Linked DNA regions of Mus musculus: all the other regions are linked to region 3. The links are chromatin contacts, called in public Hi-C and HiChIP or PLAC-seq maps. All regions are on one chromosome and are shown on one strand. Each heading gives the region's core, a stretch centred on a gene start, on an enhancer-like site or on the middle of the called end of the contact. The rest is flanking DNA. Distances are from core to core; before and after follow the strand shown.

Region 1 (4,205 bases), core at 1,238-3,737, 320 kb before region 3:
TCAGGGGCACCCATTGTGGCAGTAGTTTCACCTGAGGAAATATACCCCTCTTCTCTGTGTGTTCTTATGGGTTTCTGGAGAAAAGGCTCATGACACTCTTGAGTTTTGTCTTGGTTTTACTTGCCCTGGCACAACCCTTCCCAAGTAAGCCACAGTATATATATAGTACAGCTATGCGACTCATTCTTAGGACCCTGGAACTTTGCAGGATGCTGTAGGAGGCCTGACTCTAGCTTGAGGTTAGCCTTGGGGCTATCCCATCTTGGGCTACAGTGTGAGATGCTGTATCAAAAACCAAACAACATCAACAACAAAAACTGGGTTCCAGGCCTGGCACCAAGAATGCCTAATGTGCCCCCTCACTTCCCCCATGAAGGTCTGGCCAATAGGCATTCATACCCCAACAGGTCCAGTGTGTATCCACTGACAGCAGTCTCCTCCTGTAACTCATGCAAGGATCCACAGTTACCAGACATCTGTTTCCAATTCAGGGTAAGGAGATTTGGCAACGGGTCTTGTGAACAGGGGGAAATACCTAATGCGGAGTTTGAGTTAACTGTCACTCTCTGCCCACGAGTCCTTTGGGTCCTCTGTGCTGGCTGGTTTCAGATCCCATCTGCACCCATCACCTAATCTTCTCTGAGTCATGCACAAGAAACTGGTTTGCAAACTTTCCTAGTCTCCCCTTGCCAAATGGCTGCTGGGTGGGAATTGCCACGACAGGCCACGCGTGCCTTCATGTGCCCACGATGCTGCTCACACCAGAGAGGAAGAGAGGAGAAAGACTCTGACGTCTGTCTTTCTCCAGCAGGTTCCCCAAGTCTCTTCCCAGGGCGTTCCATAGCTGAGCATAGCAGAATGCCAGAGATAGGGACGTCTGAGGGAGGGCGTTTGCAAAGGTTTAGCTCCTCTGTGATATAGAACAGAGCAGGCTCCAGACTGGCCTCTGTCTCCTCTTCCTGTCCAGAAGGATCCTAGCTGTGAAGGGAAGCCTTTGTGGGGAGGTCCATGGGAGACACAAGGCCACTCTTGACCTTCTCGAGTTTTCAACATATCCAAATCCTGGGATTGCAGGTCTTTGCCACCATGGGGTGGGGTGGGGGGTGGGGGTGGGGTGAGATAGGGGGATGGGGGTAGGGGGTGGTACATGTATTTAGCTTGAACGGCTTTGTTTTCCACTTACTCTGTGAATAACGGCCATTTATTTTATTCTCTTAAGACTTCCAGCAGGGCGGCCAACAAAAACACTGTGCATGGATTTGTGATGGAATCAGATTCATCAATCGCTTGCCTAATAAATATAGATTAAAAGGATATCCAATATCTGCCTTAAACCCACAAAGGAATATAAATTTGAAACAGGAGATCAAGACTTTAATGAAGGCAGCAGGAGACGGCTTTAAGAACAATTCCCTGACGCATCTTGATGATGAAAATCAGCCTTAACTGTGCATTTAATTTCTTTTGTGGGTTCAAAGCAGGTCCCTAAAGTTTTATTCAAGGAAGGTTAATCACGACAGACTTTGTAGCCTACAGAGCTCCTCTGGCTGGAAAGTGTTACTAAGAGATGTTTGTGTGAATAATGTTTTGTCTTTTTAAAGAGAGGTGTGGAAAAGGAAGAAGTAAAAATGGGTGGATGGCTCAGCAGGTAAAGGTGTGTTGGTATTTGGGATCACCCACAAAGTTGTACAAAAAGAGAAGTATTCCTTCAAGTTGTCCTCTGACATCTACGTGTGCCTAGGCAGGCCCACATGTACACCAGAACACATCTATCTACACACAAGATAAAGAAATATTAAAAAAAAAATTAAAGCTGAGCATGGTGGTATATACCTTTACTTATTCCTAACACTCAGGAGACAGAGGAAGGTGGGTTTCTTTCTTTTCTTTTTTTTTTTTTTTTTTTGGTTTTTCGAGACAGGATTTCTCTGTGTAGCCCTGGCTGTCCTGGAACTCACTTTGTAGACCAGGCTGGCCTCGAACTCAGAAATCCGCCTGCCTCTGCCTCCCAAGTGCTGGGATTAAAGGCATGCGCCACCACGCCCGGCTGGAAGGTGGGTTTCTATAGCTTTGAGGGAAGTCTTTTGTATATGGCAAGTTCCAAGGACCCTTTCTCTAAAACAAAGGAAGAGGGAAGGAAGGAAGGAAAAAAAAAAAAACCAAACAACAGCAACAAAGAAGCAGTGTTGGGAGCTATTAAGACAACACAATTGTCCTGATCTCTGAATTGGGCCTCTCCCCCCCCCCCCAGAAGAAAAGGGGGTCAAAAGCAGGCCACCGGACACACCGCTCCAAGAACAACCACAGATTGTTCCAGCCCTAAGTCAGCTCTGGATGTCCTGACCTCAAGATGTACCCTGATACCGCCAAGTTCCTGCTTCCCCTTGTAGTCGCCAAAAGAAAATTTTCCGCTGCCCCATCCCTCCTGCTGAGGTGCATTTCCTCTGCCCCATTCCTCCTGCTGAAAGGCACTTCCCCTTTTGCTTGTGCATTTAAACCTCGGCCTGGCTAATATATTTGGGGTCTGACACAATTCAGGACGTTTCCGTGTCGTTATTCGCACAAGACCCTCGTCTCTCTCTACCCCCCATTTGGTTCTTAGGAGAAGGTCCCCTCGAGACCCTTGAATAACTGGACCTGCTGGACGGGTCAAAGCAGAAGAAAAAAAACTTTTATTTTTTTTATTTTTTTATTACAGAAAAAGAAATTGTGCCAGGCAGTGGTGGTACACTTCTTTAATCCCAGCACTTGGGAGGCAGAGGCAGGCAAATTTCTGAGTTCCAGGCCAGCCTGGTCTACAGAGTGAGTTCCAGGACAGCCAGGGTTACACAGAGAAACCCTGTCTCGAAAAACCAAAAAAAGAAAGAAATCGCTGGCCCGGAGATGGTTCAGTGGTTAAGAGCACTGACTACTCTTCCAGAGGACCCGGCTTCAACTACCAGCACCCACATAGCAGCTTACACCTCCTAGTAACTCCAAAATCTGACACCCTCACACAGCCGTTCATGAAGGTAAAACACCAATGCACATTAAATAAAGATACATTAAAAAAAAGAAAGAAAAGAAATTGCCAGATTTGTTTATAGACAACCTTGAAGAAACAAATGTGGCATTTATAAGTACAGAGTATTTGCTTGCAAAAAAGAAAAAAACCTTTCCTAGGAGGCTGGGGAGGTGGCTCATTAGGTAAAGAAAGGACTTGTTGAGTAAGCTTTACAACCTGAGTTCAGATCTCCAACACCCAGGAAAATGCTGGGTGTGAGGGTTTGATTTTAATCTCAGCAAGACTAAAATCTGAGGCATTCTTGTCTGACCAAGTCAGCTCAGTCAGCCAACCAGGTCTCAAGGGAGGGAGCAAGGGTTGAAAAGAAAAAGACAATTGGACAGCATGACTCCAGCCACTGCTGAGGCTGGAGCGGGTTTATCTTTCTCCAGCCTGCTTTTATGACTTTCTAAGTACATGCAAAGAATAAGGTCAGTTCTAGGTCAAGGAATAAGGCAATAAACCAAGTCCCTAGGTATTCCGGAACTTATCAAGATCATCAAGATCTGGAGTCTACTTCCTTGTCCTAGCCCAAAGTCAAATTCTTGCCTGAGCCTACTTACTTCCTCGTCCTGGCCCAAGGTCAAATTCCTAGCCTCAGCCCACAAAGTTCTCCACACCTAACTCTGAGTTCAAGGCCAGTATGGTCTTCAGAAAGAGTTCCAGGGCAACCAGGGCTACATTATGAGATTCTGTTTCCCCACCACCAAGAAAGCTGGGTGCCTTGGAGGAATAACCAGGGCTGAGAAGTAGTTGATAGGTCTGGAGATGGATCAAGGATTAAGAGCAAGTCCTGCTCTCACAGAAGACAATTCCCAACTCCCAAGTTGGGCAGTTCCCAACTGTAATTCTAGCTCCAGGGGACTTCACACCCCTCTTTTAGCATCCTCAGGGAACTGCACTCATGTAGAAATAAACATAATTAAAAATAAAATAAACCTTAAAAAATAACAATAAGTCTGGCACATGCCTTTAATCCCAGCTGTTTTTGTTTGTTTATGGAAAGATGAGAGAGAAGACGGCATCTGGTGTTGTGTGGACTTCTGTTCCCCTAAATGCATAGGCTGTTCACCCTCAAACACATTCTTTCTTACAGGAGACACAACACGTGCGCGTGAGCACACACACACACACACACACACACACACAAACTTTCTCTCTC
Region 2 (4,098 bases), core at 966-3,465, 420 kb before region 3:
TTTTTTTTTTTGAGTTTCTGGCACATTCATTTTACTTAGAATACACTACTACAAAACACCACCTTGTACAGTCAACACGTATACAGCCTGCATGAATCAGTTACACTGCCTCCTGTTACTAAATTTAAACTCTAAAATTTTGTAATGGCCAAACAAAACTGACAAATGAACCAACACCACAAAGTTGCTACACACTACATATCATATTTTATATGCAAGCTTAAAAAAAAAAAACAAAAGTATCATATTCTTACGAAACTACTAAAGACTGCTCTTGATTTTTATTTTCATATGCAATGTGACTTACAGACCATGTGGCAAATTCTTCCAATGAAATACAGAGTAATTATTCCCTATATTATCCTTTCTGAATAACATCTAATCTAGAAACTCAAGATAGTTTCCTGATTAGATAAGGAGGAAGCATTTTATGTCATTAGCTATACAGTTTCATCTTGTTTAAGGACTTCATTGTACATAATGAATACCAGATGAGCTTAAAGCACAGTAGGTTTCCAAAAAACCTCCAAATCATCAGATTTGGAGGCCATCGGATAGTGAACAGTCAGACTATACCTACTTCAACCCACTTACACGATAGAAACCCTTGCTTCCCCCAGCCAGAAAGCCACCCTAAATTAGTAATACACTGCACTTGGATTCTTCCTATTCCTATCCTTGTGTCCCATGAGCTGCATAATTAAATGCAAGGCTTCTCTGTTTTAAATCAGACTTGTTGGAGGCTTGGATCAGCACCAAAACATTACCTACATCTTAAATACTATGTCCTGGAATGTGAAGAAAATTAAACAACAGTGCCATTTCCCAGTCCCAGTCATGTATTTCTAGGACCATAGCCTATTTATTTTTTTGCCCATTAAGGTTCATCTGGATAAGTAGTCACCCAGAAGAAGGTAGTTTCTACCTAAAAAGGTGTCATCTTTGAATCTGAAACATTTTGAGAAAAAAATCTAAGCCAATGAGAGGAACTAGTGACCTAATAAATACTAGCTGGTTTTTATACTAAGAGAGCTGTCTCCTCTGGTGAAAATAATCAAACCACAGTTACCCCAATTCATTTTCTAACCATTTCTTTTTTAGCTCCCAGCAGTTCCAATAAACAGCCAGTAGCCTGAACTTTTCAGAAATAAGAAGGTAAGCAATGAAGCTAAGCCAAGAACTTTATGACTGCATAGAATTTAAGTACCCTGAACGTTGACTAGGGAGGATTTTACCCCATGAAGCTAAGTAGGGGCTAGCTCTTCTCTTGATATTTATTGAATATCAAATATCATTCTTCTTAAATTTAGTCTGGAAAGCACTGTTATTTCATGCTACATAGTGAATATCTAGTGCCATCACAGACACATAAAAGATGTGAGAACTACAGCGCCACCAACATGAAACCTTCCTGTGTCTAGAAACAGAAACATCTGTGCTTGCACACCAATGTCCTCGATATAGACGATTCTGAATTCTATGCCACTGTATAATACGGTAGCTATCTCTTCTCTTCTGTTAGGAACTATCCTATTCTCTAAAGGATAAAGAATCATACTCTTCTCCAGGCCTGTGCTGGAGGGACGGTTAAGAGCACTGGCTGCTATTCCAGAGGACCCAGTTTCAATTGCCAGCACCCATAAAGCACAATATTACAAATGTCTGTATTCCAGCTAGCTTCAAGTGATTTGACATACTCACACAAACATTCATGCAGGCAATGCATATGAAAATACGTCTTTAAAGGCATGCACAACAAAGAAAGCAGAAATTAGTAGGAAATGCAGAGCATTTGGGATTCACGGGAGCCTTTGACCAGGCCATTATGGGTATCTAAAGTCCAGCTCTCTTCTCAATCCCCACAAACACCACACTCCTTTCTTGCCTACCCCAAAGTACCCTCTAAGATCAAAGACAGCACTTACATCCTGAGCAAGGCAGGTATCCCAAGGCATTTCTACATTTCTATTCCTTTTCCCACCCTTCACTGTCACTATTCCAGGATTTATTAAAAAAAAAAAAAAAAAAGGACAGGCCAGACCTATACAATCGCTGTACAGTTTCCCTGCTCAAAAAACGCTCCTCTGAGAGGCACTGGGGTGGTACATGCACTGTGGGAGCCACAGGAGATGTGTGGCAGAGCAAGAGAGTGGCCATTTCCTAGACTGGCCACTAAGCAGCCTCAATGTGGACTGAAAATCTCCAAGGCGTGTTTCTCCTGCTGTAAGACAGGTGGCAGCAAAATCACCAAGAAAACCAGCACCCAGCGACCTAGCCTGTTCTTAATGGATCTGTAAATTGTTCCAATGTCCAAAAAACTAAAATCCTGCTGTTTTCTGTAAACATCTCAGGAACATTTTGAGAACTCTGTTCAGCAAACACAGCTCCCCTACACTCACCTTTCAAATCTAATATGCTGCTACAGCCACTCGTCCTCCAGCTGGGCCGGAATCTCAGCTTTGTATTTGAAGTTTAAATACAAAGGCAGATCAAGATGTTTGTTTAATCATTCCTACTCTCTCACAGCTGTCATGTTTGTTTTGTTTTGGCTTTCTTTTAGCAATGCTCGAAGCCTAGAAACATCAGTAAATTCCAACACTAGAAGAAACAGACTTGCCTACCTCCCTAGTAAATTTCTCACCTCATCTGCAAGGAACACACAACACACATAACAGAATGAGAAAACATAAGCAAACATTTCTATGCTAGGACCAAGCATAGAAAAATCTCCTGTCTATCCTCAGTTCCCTGACCATCCACACAACCCTTCACTAAAGCAGTGTGCAATTGATGCCCTGATTCAGGACATCAGGGGGTGGGAAGACGAAACAAATGCCAGGGAGCCATGTATCTTCTCACAGTAGAAATTTCCACAATGAAAAACGAACCAACTAAAAAATACAGATACAGTCACGTATTAAGAATTTGCTTCTGACTGGGATAATGGCCTTTTAGTTATGTGAGAGGCAACTTGGGTAAATTGGAGGAAGAAAAGTATTACTAATTATATATACAAGATAAAAGTTATGTTCAACAGGAAAAAATACAGGTTTATTGCTGAATGTTTGTGATTTCAAACAAAAACTCCTATGGTCTTCCTGCAAATCACACATCACCTTTAAACATGCCTTAGTCAAATGACGACCTTGAGTGAGTAGTAACACCTAGTGTGTTAGTACAGGGTTTTTTTTGACTGGCCTGAGAGTTGTATCTTGCTACTTTCTCAGGTAACTTCAGAGACGATCAAGAGGTCAAAGTTGATAGCACATGACAGAATTAAAACTGATGGAACCCATAAGTATGAACCCAAACCAATACTTAAGAGCATCTTCAAGGACTCGCTCCTGGAGTCCCACAGAGGTGCCATCATGCTGAGAGATTGAGTCCACCAACCCAGACGCCATCAATGAGCCCACACTATGGACCCAACTCCAACTGAACACGAAAGCAGGACATGGGTAGCGAGTTGCCATCAAGCCAGGCTACGACATCTGGCCAGATTGGAGGAATTAGCCGAGGATCAGCTACAACTGTGTCATCTTGAACCCTCAACCAGCAGACATTAATACCCCCATCTTCATGATAAAGAAAGTCTGGCAAATACAGATTACCTCAGGAGCTAGAGGCTGCTGGAGAAGACAGGGACAACTCTGGCATGTCTGCCACACCCTGGTGCCACCCCACCTCCATAATGAATCACCGACATGGTCATTAAAGATTGTTCCCCCCCAGAGAGAGAGAGAGAGAGAGAGAGAGAGAGAGAGAGAGAGAGAGAGAAAGAATGAATGAATCTTCAAGAAGTCATTCCACACCGGGCAGTGGTGGCTCACCCCTTAATTAATGCCAGCACTTGGGAGACTCAACAAAACAAACAAACAAAAAACAAAAAAAGGCATTCCACACCAGACATTAGTCATTGAAAGACCAAGGCTACCATATGATAAAAAACCTGTGAGTCTTTATTAGGCTTTTGCATGCTTCCTTTCCTGGCTAAATGACTAACCCAAGGTCACTCACCCTCAGAGTGTGAGCTTTTCCAGACCTTTTCCCAACCAATTCACACCAGTTCTGTGGATAGCTGACATTCCTCAGAGAATG
Region 3 (4,529 bases), core at 1,661-4,160:
GAGCTTTCTAAAATACATCAGCGATGGAGACAGGCTTCACTAATGGCCTCTTGCTTTTGCTGATGAAAGTTAAGCTGACCTTTCACCCCCGTCAAAAAGGATGTTTATAAGAACCAGACATGACACACATGTCAGTAAAAGCTTGTCAGAGGATGCCAATCCAGATGGAAATACACATAACAGTATCTCCTTTGAAAGATGACGGTTAAAGCCTTTGTCCAGGCGGTGTTTCTATGGTGGGACTTTGAGAATGAGGGTGTTCTCTGTGTTGTGTGTACACAGCATATACATACACATGTTCCTGAGGCTTCTCCCCACCTCTTGCAATTAGAAGCTTAATTTCGCCATGTGCAGCACAAAGGAAGGAAGGAAGGAAGGAAGGAAGGAAGGAAGGAAGGGAGGGAGGGAGGGAGGGAGGGAGGGAGGGAGGGAGGGAGGGAAGAAGGGAGGGAGGGAAGAAGGGAAGGAGGGAAGGAAGGAAGGAAGGAAGGAAGGAAGGAAGGAAGGAAGGAAGGAAGGAAGGAGGGAAGGAGGGAGGGAGGGAAGGAGGGAAGGAGGGAGGGACAGAGGGAGGGAAGGAGGGAGGGAGGGAAGGAGGGAAGGAAGGAGGGAAGGAGGGAAGGAAGGAAGGAAGGAAGGAAGGAAGGAAGGAAGGAAGGAAGGAAATGAAGATCTGTTAGGCCTGGGTAAGGAGGGGTTATTTTTAGCTGTGAGGAAGGAAGAAGACTTAGTGAGGGGCAGGGGTCAAGTCTGGCAGCTTTGAGGGAGGAATGGAGTTAGATGGGGTTCACTCTTTGTCTTAGTCAGCTTGGGCAGAAGGACTTAAACAGCAGCCTTTCATGTTTTGGAGTTCTGGAGGGTAGTAGTCTAAGAATATAAGTACTTGCGTGTCATGCTTTGGTGGTGATCTCTTTTTTTTGCTTGGCAGATGGCTACTTTCTCACCACAGACTCCAGTGGGCTTTCCTGCCTATATATGCCCGGAGAGAGGGAGCCAGCTTCTGCCAGCAGCTGTAACAAAATGGCTTGCATCTGGTTATTTAAAAATGACAGAATTTCATTGCTCAGAATTCTAGAAGCCTGTAAGTCTATAGCCAAGGCGATAGCTGACTCACTATCTGGTCAGGGCTAACTCTACGTCAAAGATGGCATTGTCGATGCAAAAACACACCCATGACCTCAAAAGAAGTTAAGAAAGAGAATTTATTCTGAAGCTAAGTAGGAGTGACCATGGCCTGGCAACACAAGTTCAGACTGTCCTAAATTCAACGTTCCAACATGGTAACAATTTGATGGAATTTTTATTGTAACAGAATAAATAAAGTTATAAATCAATGTACTTTTCAAATGCGTTTGGTAGAGACATTAGGTAGGGGGTTAGAGCCAAGCAGGGACACCGGATAACATCTTTAGCCTTTGGGTGGTTTTGCGAATACATTCTAAGAAGTTCTACACTTTAATCACAAGGGTGCTAAGTCAGACACAGGTGGGCAAGGAATGGCCATTAAGGGGCTATCCATAGCCCAAGATAAGCTGTAACTAGGGCTTGTGGCAGAGCTCCTGAGGCCTGTGCTCCTGGCACCCAACACACCCTCAGCTTTATCACTCACCCACTCTGGCAGGATTAATATAAAATTTTACCATTATCTGCTCCTGGGTGTCCATTGTCAGCCCACATTGGATCCCATGAGTGAGAGGCCAGCTTTCACCAAACTGAAAGACAAAGCAGCCACAAGAAAGGCCTTCCTAGTAGCCCCACCCCACCCACATCAGGAGGTCCTGTTCAGCAGGCACAATGGACTCTGCAGCTCTAATGCCTCGTTTGCCTTAAGCAGACACAGGAATTTGCAAATTTTGAAACCAAATTCAATTAACACCCTCCCCTTTGAGGGTATTTCTTTTTTCTTTTCTTTTTTTTTTTCTTTTCTTTTTTGCCCTTCCAAAGTCGTTCACCCCATTTACTTGTGGCAGGTTCTCAGACACAGGCCATCCGGAGTACTGCCCTCACCCTGTGCTTCTTTCTCTGTAGTGAACTAAGAGGTGAAAGGAAGCCCTTTCCAGTCTGGATATTCACAGGAAAGGGCCGAGTTATCCTCCGGAACGCCAGAAGACCTGATCTGACCCCAAACTGTGCCGTGAGAGGAAACAGATGGGAAAAGAAAAGATGGACTTTCAAAAAGAAATCCTTTCTTATGTCAAGAGGATTCTGTAGAGAGCTGTCCCCCCCATCCCCACCCCCCAGTCCCAAGAATGAGGGGTTTCCAGGAAAGCCCTGTGCAGCTGACTAGCCAGCCCTAGCAAACTGGTAGAGTTGCAACAGACTGCATGATGGGGCGTATTACAGTCATCCATCGGTTTTGAAGACGTACTTGGAAATGGTGGTGAGCCAAGCCTTCCCTCTCACTGTTGCTTTCCCCTCCAGAGGTCTCGCTCCGTGTTCATAAACTATTTTAATTCTTCACGTTCACCAAACTTCTGATGAGGCGAAACAGCCAGGTCTTTACGACTGAGTCCTGGTTCCCATCAGCCTGCACCTGATGGGAGAGACAAGCATTCGCGGTTGCTTGTTTTTACAGCAGGGTAGAACTGGCTCAAATGTAAAGCAGATCGGACTGTCCTCAGACAGGGTCACAAGGCTGGATTCAGAGTCTAATAAAAATAGGGGTGAGGGAGTCTTTCAAAGGCCTGGGGAGCATATACATGAGTGAATGTATGTATACATGGGTGTGCTATTTTAATGTTGCTGTTGCAACAAGTGATGCGGTAACTTTAGAGATTTCCTGGGTTCCCTGTGTGTGTGTGTGTGTGTGTTCAATTCAAAAACTAAGCTTTTCTCCGCAGGACAGGAGGTGACTAGAGTTGAGAGTGAAAACTGCTTCCAGCCTGGGTGGCTGGGATCTTTGCCCTGAGAAGTGCAGTGACTGGTTGATAATCCAGTGACGCTCTTGTCGTGATGTGTACCCAGAGGCTGTAGACTGACGGAGGTGGTGGCTTGTGTGCAGGAGATGGTTCAGTTGGTACAGTGCTTGCTCCAGCAATGGCATAAAACAGCCAGGATGACACCATAAGCCTGTAATCCCAGAGATGGGGGAGGTGGGAACAGAAGAACTCCTGGGGTTCAGTAGCCAGCCAATCTGCTTAAGCCAGGGAGTTTCACATTTAGTGAGAGACCCTGTTTCAGAAAATAAGACGGAGAAGAATTGAGGAAGGTCCCTGATGCTGACCTTTGACCTCCATAGTCATACCAACACACACACACACACACACACACACACACACACAGAGACAGAAAGACACACACAGAGAGACAGAGACAGAGAGAGACAGAGACACAGAGACAGAAAGACACACAGAGAGAGGCAGAGACAGAGACACAGAGAGACAGGGAGACAGACGCACAGAGAGAGACAGAGGGACAAGAGAGACAGAGACACAGAGACACATACACTCAGAGACAGAGAGAGACACAGAGAAATAGAGATAGAAACACACACACACACAGACACACACACACACACACACACAGAGGTATAGAATTCAGATTCTTCATGATAGAAGTTTGGGCTTTTGTTTTGTCCCCTGTGCCACGGACTGTCAGTTACACACAGTTTTAAATATGAAAGGCAACTGCCAACTCTGCAGGTTAAGTAAAACCCTCGGAGGTAATAACATGCTGTATAAAAGTATCACATGCTGGTAGGATCTATTCACGAGATACCCATGCTAGAATCTTCTCTCTCTGCAGGCTTGTCTTCCTCTCTCTTCTTCTCAAAGGCTTACTCACTCTATGCTTGTACACGACGACGACCGTTCTCCCCTCTCCGCTCTCGGAGATCTTATTTTGAGCAGCCTCACTGGAGCTGTGTTAAGTAGGCCAACTTTCAAGATCCGCAGCGTCTGTCCTGATCAAAGGGGAGGGTGATTCGCTGATGTTGGCAAAGGGATTATTTCATAGGAAATCCTCACCGTGTCAGTGTGACACGCATTTGGGAAAAAGAAGGCTAGAAGTCACTGGTCCCCGAGCAGCTCCAGAGCTGGGAATCTTTTCCATGGGATGATTTCATTCTTCGTCTGTCCCTCCCTCATTGAAACTGACACCTGGGAAATTCCCCGGCTAATTTGTTTTGCATTGTGATTTTTTTTTCTTTTCTTTTTTTTTTTTTTTTTTTTTTTTTGCCACCATACTGCTCATTAGGAGCCTGGCCTGCAGGTTTATCCCTGTAGCACGACTCCTCTCTGTCTTTCTGATCCATACCTGCTGAATCCTCCATTTCAACAAGGCATAGGTGAATTTGCTTTGCCCCAGGACTGGGCAAGTTGAAAATATTTAAGATTTCTCCACTCTTGCTTCCTCTGATTGAAGAGTAGCCAGGGAAACCAGGATACCTATATCCCTTTAGAATTTGTAGAACCAACCTTGTTAGAGGGAGTCTTATGAATTTGTCACAGTTGACATCTGGCCTGAAGAGGATGGAGCAGTTGCAACACTCAGGGAAGGAGCTATTTAAAATGAATGTATCTACTTCGAGG
Region 4 (4,273 bases), core at 976-3,475, 340 kb before region 3:
GAACATTCTGGAATGTTCTCATTTACCACACCACCCTGTCCTTCCGATAGCCTAGACCTTCAGCTCTTGCCTGTCCCATGGGAGTGCCCTCCAAATCTGTTCTTTCTGCACCCTTGCTTCTGCCTAGCAGCTGCCTTCCCTTTTCTACAGAGAAGAAAGACTGCTCTTGTCTGCTTGTGTGCCTGCCAAAGCGACTGCGGCAGGGCAGGCGACTCTCCCTGGAGACAGGTGCAGTCTGTGGGCCTTGCTTTTGACCCTGGGCCTGTAATTTGCTTTTATCCACAGAACCTGTGGAAGTGACATTCTGGGACCTCCAAGTCCAGGCCGTAAGAGATCCAGTGTCTGTTTCCCTCTTTGTGTGCAAGTTCTGGTGGATTTACTGCCTAATACGAAGTCACATGAGGAGAGGGAAGAACCAACCAGCGCCCCCCAGACAGTAGTTATAATCACTAAGGCACCAGACAAGTGAGTGGGGTACTAAGGAATATCCTAAACCCAGACTCCCTCATTCCTGTCAGGACACTTAACTCACCCTGCGTGGGGGGAAGAAGAGCCGTCCCTGCCCCATTGCATAATCATGAACAATAAATGGCTGCTGATGCTTTCAGCCACCGAGTTTCTGCTTGGCTACACAGTGGTACAGTCTGTACTTTCTTTGTGTGGGTATTAACTTGGTATTTAAAACAAAAAACAAAAAACCAAACGTGTGTGTGTGTGTGTGTGTGTGTGTGTGTGAGTGTGTGTGTGTGCGCGCGCGCTCTCGAGCTCGTGTGCCTTTTGAGACAGGATCTCACAGAATCTCCTTGCTGGCCTTGAATTTACAGAAAATCTACTCCCTCTGCCTCTCAAGTACTGGGTGGGATTAAAGGTGTGCACACCCCCTCCCCCAGCAGACACTCTTCTTTTTTGTGTTTTTTTTAAATTTTATTTTTTGCAAATTTTAAAACTTTGATCATGTTCACTCCCGACCCCCCAGCTCCTTCCAGACCCCCCTCACCTCTAACCTCTTACTCTCAGTTTTGACCATTCATACTTTACCTCAATCCCATCTGAGGTTTCTTCCTCCCTCCTTCCCCACCCTCCACCCCACCCCCAGGTCTCTCTTGGTTACCCTGGCCTGGAACTGGCTATGTAGATGAGGCCAGCCTCAAACTCCTTGGTATCAGCCTGTCTCTGGCTCCAGAGAAATGAGATTAAAAGCTTATACTCCACCACCTCCAGGCCCAATCCATTCTGAAACCAGCTAGTTTCTGCAATGTACATGTCAGGCTCATTCTAAGATTCAGGCGCTCTATTATAGTATCCTGTGCATCTGCTTCCTTGCCGGATTATTGGTTCGTCCTCTAGTGTCTTGCATATTCTCCTACAATCAGCAGACAGAAGGGACCAAGAAATTATTTGTGAGCTGTGAGTGGGGCAGTGGAGTGTTCACCAGTCATCCAGCCTTTCCGAGGCTGTGGAGGGAAATGTTTTGGATTTGGGGACGGGGATGGGGGGGGGGGAGCACTGTTACTCTAAAAACCAGACTTGGTGGCTGTAAGGTTAGCCGGCCGGCTACAAGGAGACTCCAAAAGGCGCGCACACAGGTGATCTTAGCACATGGGAAGTGGAGACTGGAGGCCACTTGACACCTAGTCTCCACTTTCCAAAAGGTCAAGCCAGACAGGAAGACTGAGCAGCCGGCCGGCCATTGGTTGTTGTTGTTTGGCTTGTTTGTTTTCCCATATTCACTTTTGCCTTGTTTTTCAGTCTGTGGTCCCTGGACTTTGCCTTCCTTGGCCTTTGTAAGGTCAGGATGTTTGGGACTTCCTCATTCCAATACAATTCTTTGAATTTTTCCTTCAAATGCAAATAAAGGCACTTACCATTTGGATAGCGGTGATTAAAGAGAGAAAGGAGGTTGGTTTCGGGATCCTCCTCTAAGGTCCCTTTTAGCGGGGTGGGTGATGGAGAGGAAGAAGCCAAACAAAATTCTCCAAGGGCAAAGAGTTGAAAGGGAATCAAGCGATAGACTATCGAATCCCACCAGAGTTGACGTTACACAGCTCTTTATAGTAAGATGTTAAGCACTTAATATTTTATTTTCCTTGCAGGTCACAGCTATTTGTTCTTGGGACAAATGTGCATATGCTTATTAGATTTAACAATCCACCGCTCCCGGTTAGGAAAGGAGCCAGGCGGAGCCTGACTCCCTCGAAAGAATAGGCCTCATTAGCACTTGTGGGGACGAAGACTCAAGTTCTCAAACCAAAAGGAAGAGTAGGAGGCCACAGTCAGTGGTAGGAGAAATTGCTGACTCGATCTCGCCCCACCCCCACATTTCCTTTTCCTGCATCTGTCTTTTTCTGAGCAAGGAATATTTCTTTCCCTTCCCATGCTTTGAAATTCACGGTATGTGTTTTTACATTTTTTAAAGATTTATTTATTATTATATCTAAGTACACTGTAACTGTCTTCAGATGCACCAGAAGAGGGTGTCAGATCTCATTACGGATGGTTGTGAGCCACCATGTGGTTGCTGGGATTTGAACTCAGGACCTTCGAAAGAGCAGTCGGTGCTCTTAACCACCGAGCCATCTCTTCAGCCCATGTGTTTTTAATTTTTAAGATGTATCTTATCTATGTTTTGTTAGCCCAGGATAGCAAAGAACTCAGTGCATCCCTCCTTTTAGCCTCGTTTCATTATCTATATATTTATTCACTTTACATCCGATTGCTGCCCCCTTCCCAGTCCCCGCCCCCCAGGTTTTAATTTACTCCACCTCACCCACTTGCTCCTTCCAACGTCTCAACCTCCTACCCACTTCCCTACGCAAATACCTTATATTGATTTGTGCATCTCTATAGCATGTTAAGCAGATTTCTTCTCAGGCCAAGGCAACCATGATGGTACAGGTCTGTAAGGTGAGAGGTGGACGTGATAGTGTTATCTAGGCTCCGCCCCACAGTTACCTGGCAACAGCCGGGAATGCCTGACTATAAAAAGGGCTGCTTGCTCCCTCCTCCCTCATTTATCCTCCTTCCTTCTCTCCTCTCTGTCTCTTCTCCAATCCCCCTCCTCCCTTTCTTATAAAACACAATGGATAGGGTCAAGAATTGGAAGTCAATCTCAGCTACACAAGTTCAAGACCATCACATGTCAGATGAGACACTACCCCCACACACAAACACACCCCATCTCAAATTGCAAAACAAACTAGAAAAGGAAAGATTTCTGAACTCAGAAGTTGAATCACCAGTTCAGTGGGGGTGCAGGAGCACGACACAGTGACTAACAGCCACCCCTCCTCTGCACTCTCAGCTGCCTTGCGCTGGCCCTTCTCTGGAGATGCGGGGTGGAAAACCTGCGCCTCCGATTGACGAAATGCTTCCTCACCACCGTCATCATCGGCGAAGTTAAGGGTGAAGACTCATCTTTAGTAATAAGGCATGACTGTAATTCCTCACCCTCTGGCCATTATTAATTATGATTCATTGCATGAAAGAGAAAATAAAGATCTACATACGCTCAAAGCACATATAAACTGGAAGGATTTCAGGTTTGGGCATGTGAGGCCCTTCCCTTATCCAGGGCCATTTCTCTGGAGGCAAGACGTCTACCCAAAGCTAAGGAAACAGTTGGATTGTCCTCTTACAGGGGAAGGTCTTCATCGTCATGAGGGCTATACCCATCCAGCCTTTCATGACTTGCTATTGACACAAGGATGAACTGAACAGAGCATAGTAAGTGAAATGAATGTGAATCCATTTTACCCCTTTTCCCTCCATAGAAAAAGAAGGCATCTTTAACTGCCACGGGCTACATTCCCATATTAGCCAGGAAGTACTTGGTACCCAGGCTCATGTAATTATGTGTTGAATTCTCTGAGCCAGAGCTGGATGTAAGTTTGGGAAAGAGCATGTAGGGCCCTTGAGTTCAAATAAGGAGTGTGTAACTCAGGCGAATACAGTGGCACACCCATATTGTGCCTATACTCAGAGCAGAAACAGGGCGTGGAGACTGGGGGGGCGGGGGTAGGTAGAGCTCACTGAAAGTTTGATGCTAGCCAGGATTACAATGAGAGATGCTGTTTCAATAAAGTCAAAAGCAACTAGAAAGACTGCCTAGCAATTAAGGCTGATCTTTCTCAAGACCCATGTTTGGTTCTTCATACCCATACTGGTTGTCTTCAACTCTAGCTCCAGGGGAATCCGAGTCCTTCTGGAACACACACACACACACACACACACACACACTCACACTGGGCATGCTAACACAAGCCTTTATAAAGGG

Evidence for each region. A called contact is a pair of places that touch in the nucleus more often than the background predicts. HiChIP or PLAC-seq counts read pairs in DNA pulled down with a chosen protein or histone mark.
Region 1: an H3K27ac HiChIP or PLAC-seq map of embryonic stem cells shows a contact between it and region 3, with 4 times the contacts expected there. The contact joins two enhancer-like sites. A contact is called at or near these places in 1 of 484 Hi-C or Micro-C datasets (bone marrow-derived macrophages), 2 of 115 datasets of contacts at active chromatin or transcription factors (both in embryonic stem cells) and 1 of 9 other capture datasets (embryonic stem cells).
Region 2: a Hi-C map of uterus shows a contact between it and region 3, with 1.9 times the contacts expected there. The contact joins two enhancer-like sites. A contact is called at or near these places in 1 of 484 Hi-C or Micro-C datasets (uterus), 1 of 115 datasets of contacts at active chromatin or transcription factors (embryonic stem cells) and 1 of 9 other capture datasets (embryonic stem cells).
Region 4: an H3K27ac HiChIP or PLAC-seq map of embryonic stem cells shows a contact between it and region 3, with 6 read pairs. The contact joins two enhancer-like sites. A contact is called at or near these places in 5 of 115 datasets of contacts at active chromatin or transcription factors (embryonic basal ganglia and embryonic stem cells) and 1 of 9 other capture datasets (embryonic stem cells).

What each region holds. Positions count from the first base shown.
Region 1 is chr13:44,677,598-44,681,802 of GRCm38.p6, reverse strand. No RefSeq gene overlaps it. Among named protein-coding and RNA genes, the nearest start is that of Gm40931, 43 kb to the right of the region's middle. Within about 2 kb of position 2,487, at least 17 of the 459 cell types and tissues checked have an H3K27ac peak or open chromatin away from gene starts, as enhancers often do. A contact at or near this core is called in embryonic stem cells, where this site is marked.
Region 2 is chr13:44,784,603-44,788,700 of GRCm38.p6, reverse strand. All of the region lies in intron 1 of Jarid2 (jumonji, AT rich interactive domain 2), which reads right to left. Among named protein-coding and RNA genes, the nearest start is that of Jarid2, 55 kb to the right of the region's middle. Within about 2 kb of position 2,215, at least 51 of the 459 cell types and tissues checked have an H3K27ac peak or open chromatin away from gene starts, as enhancers often do. A contact at or near this core is called in uterus, where this site is marked.
Region 3 is chr13:44,360,477-44,365,005 of GRCm38.p6, reverse strand. It overlaps Gm33958 (a long non-coding RNA gene), which reads left to right. Exons shown (of 4, transcript XR_873330.1): 4 at 929-987. Among named protein-coding and RNA genes, the nearest start is that of Gm33958, 37 kb to the left of the region's middle. Within about 2 kb of position 2,910, at least 24 of the 459 cell types and tissues checked have an H3K27ac peak or open chromatin away from gene starts, as enhancers often do. A contact at or near this core is called in embryonic stem cells and uterus, where this site is marked.
Region 4 is chr13:44,703,248-44,707,520 of GRCm38.p6, reverse strand. No RefSeq gene overlaps it. Among named protein-coding and RNA genes, the nearest start is that of Jarid2, 26 kb to the left of the region's middle. Within about 2 kb of position 2,225, at least 29 of the 459 cell types and tissues checked have an H3K27ac peak or open chromatin away from gene starts, as enhancers often do. A contact at or near this core is called in embryonic stem cells, where this site is marked.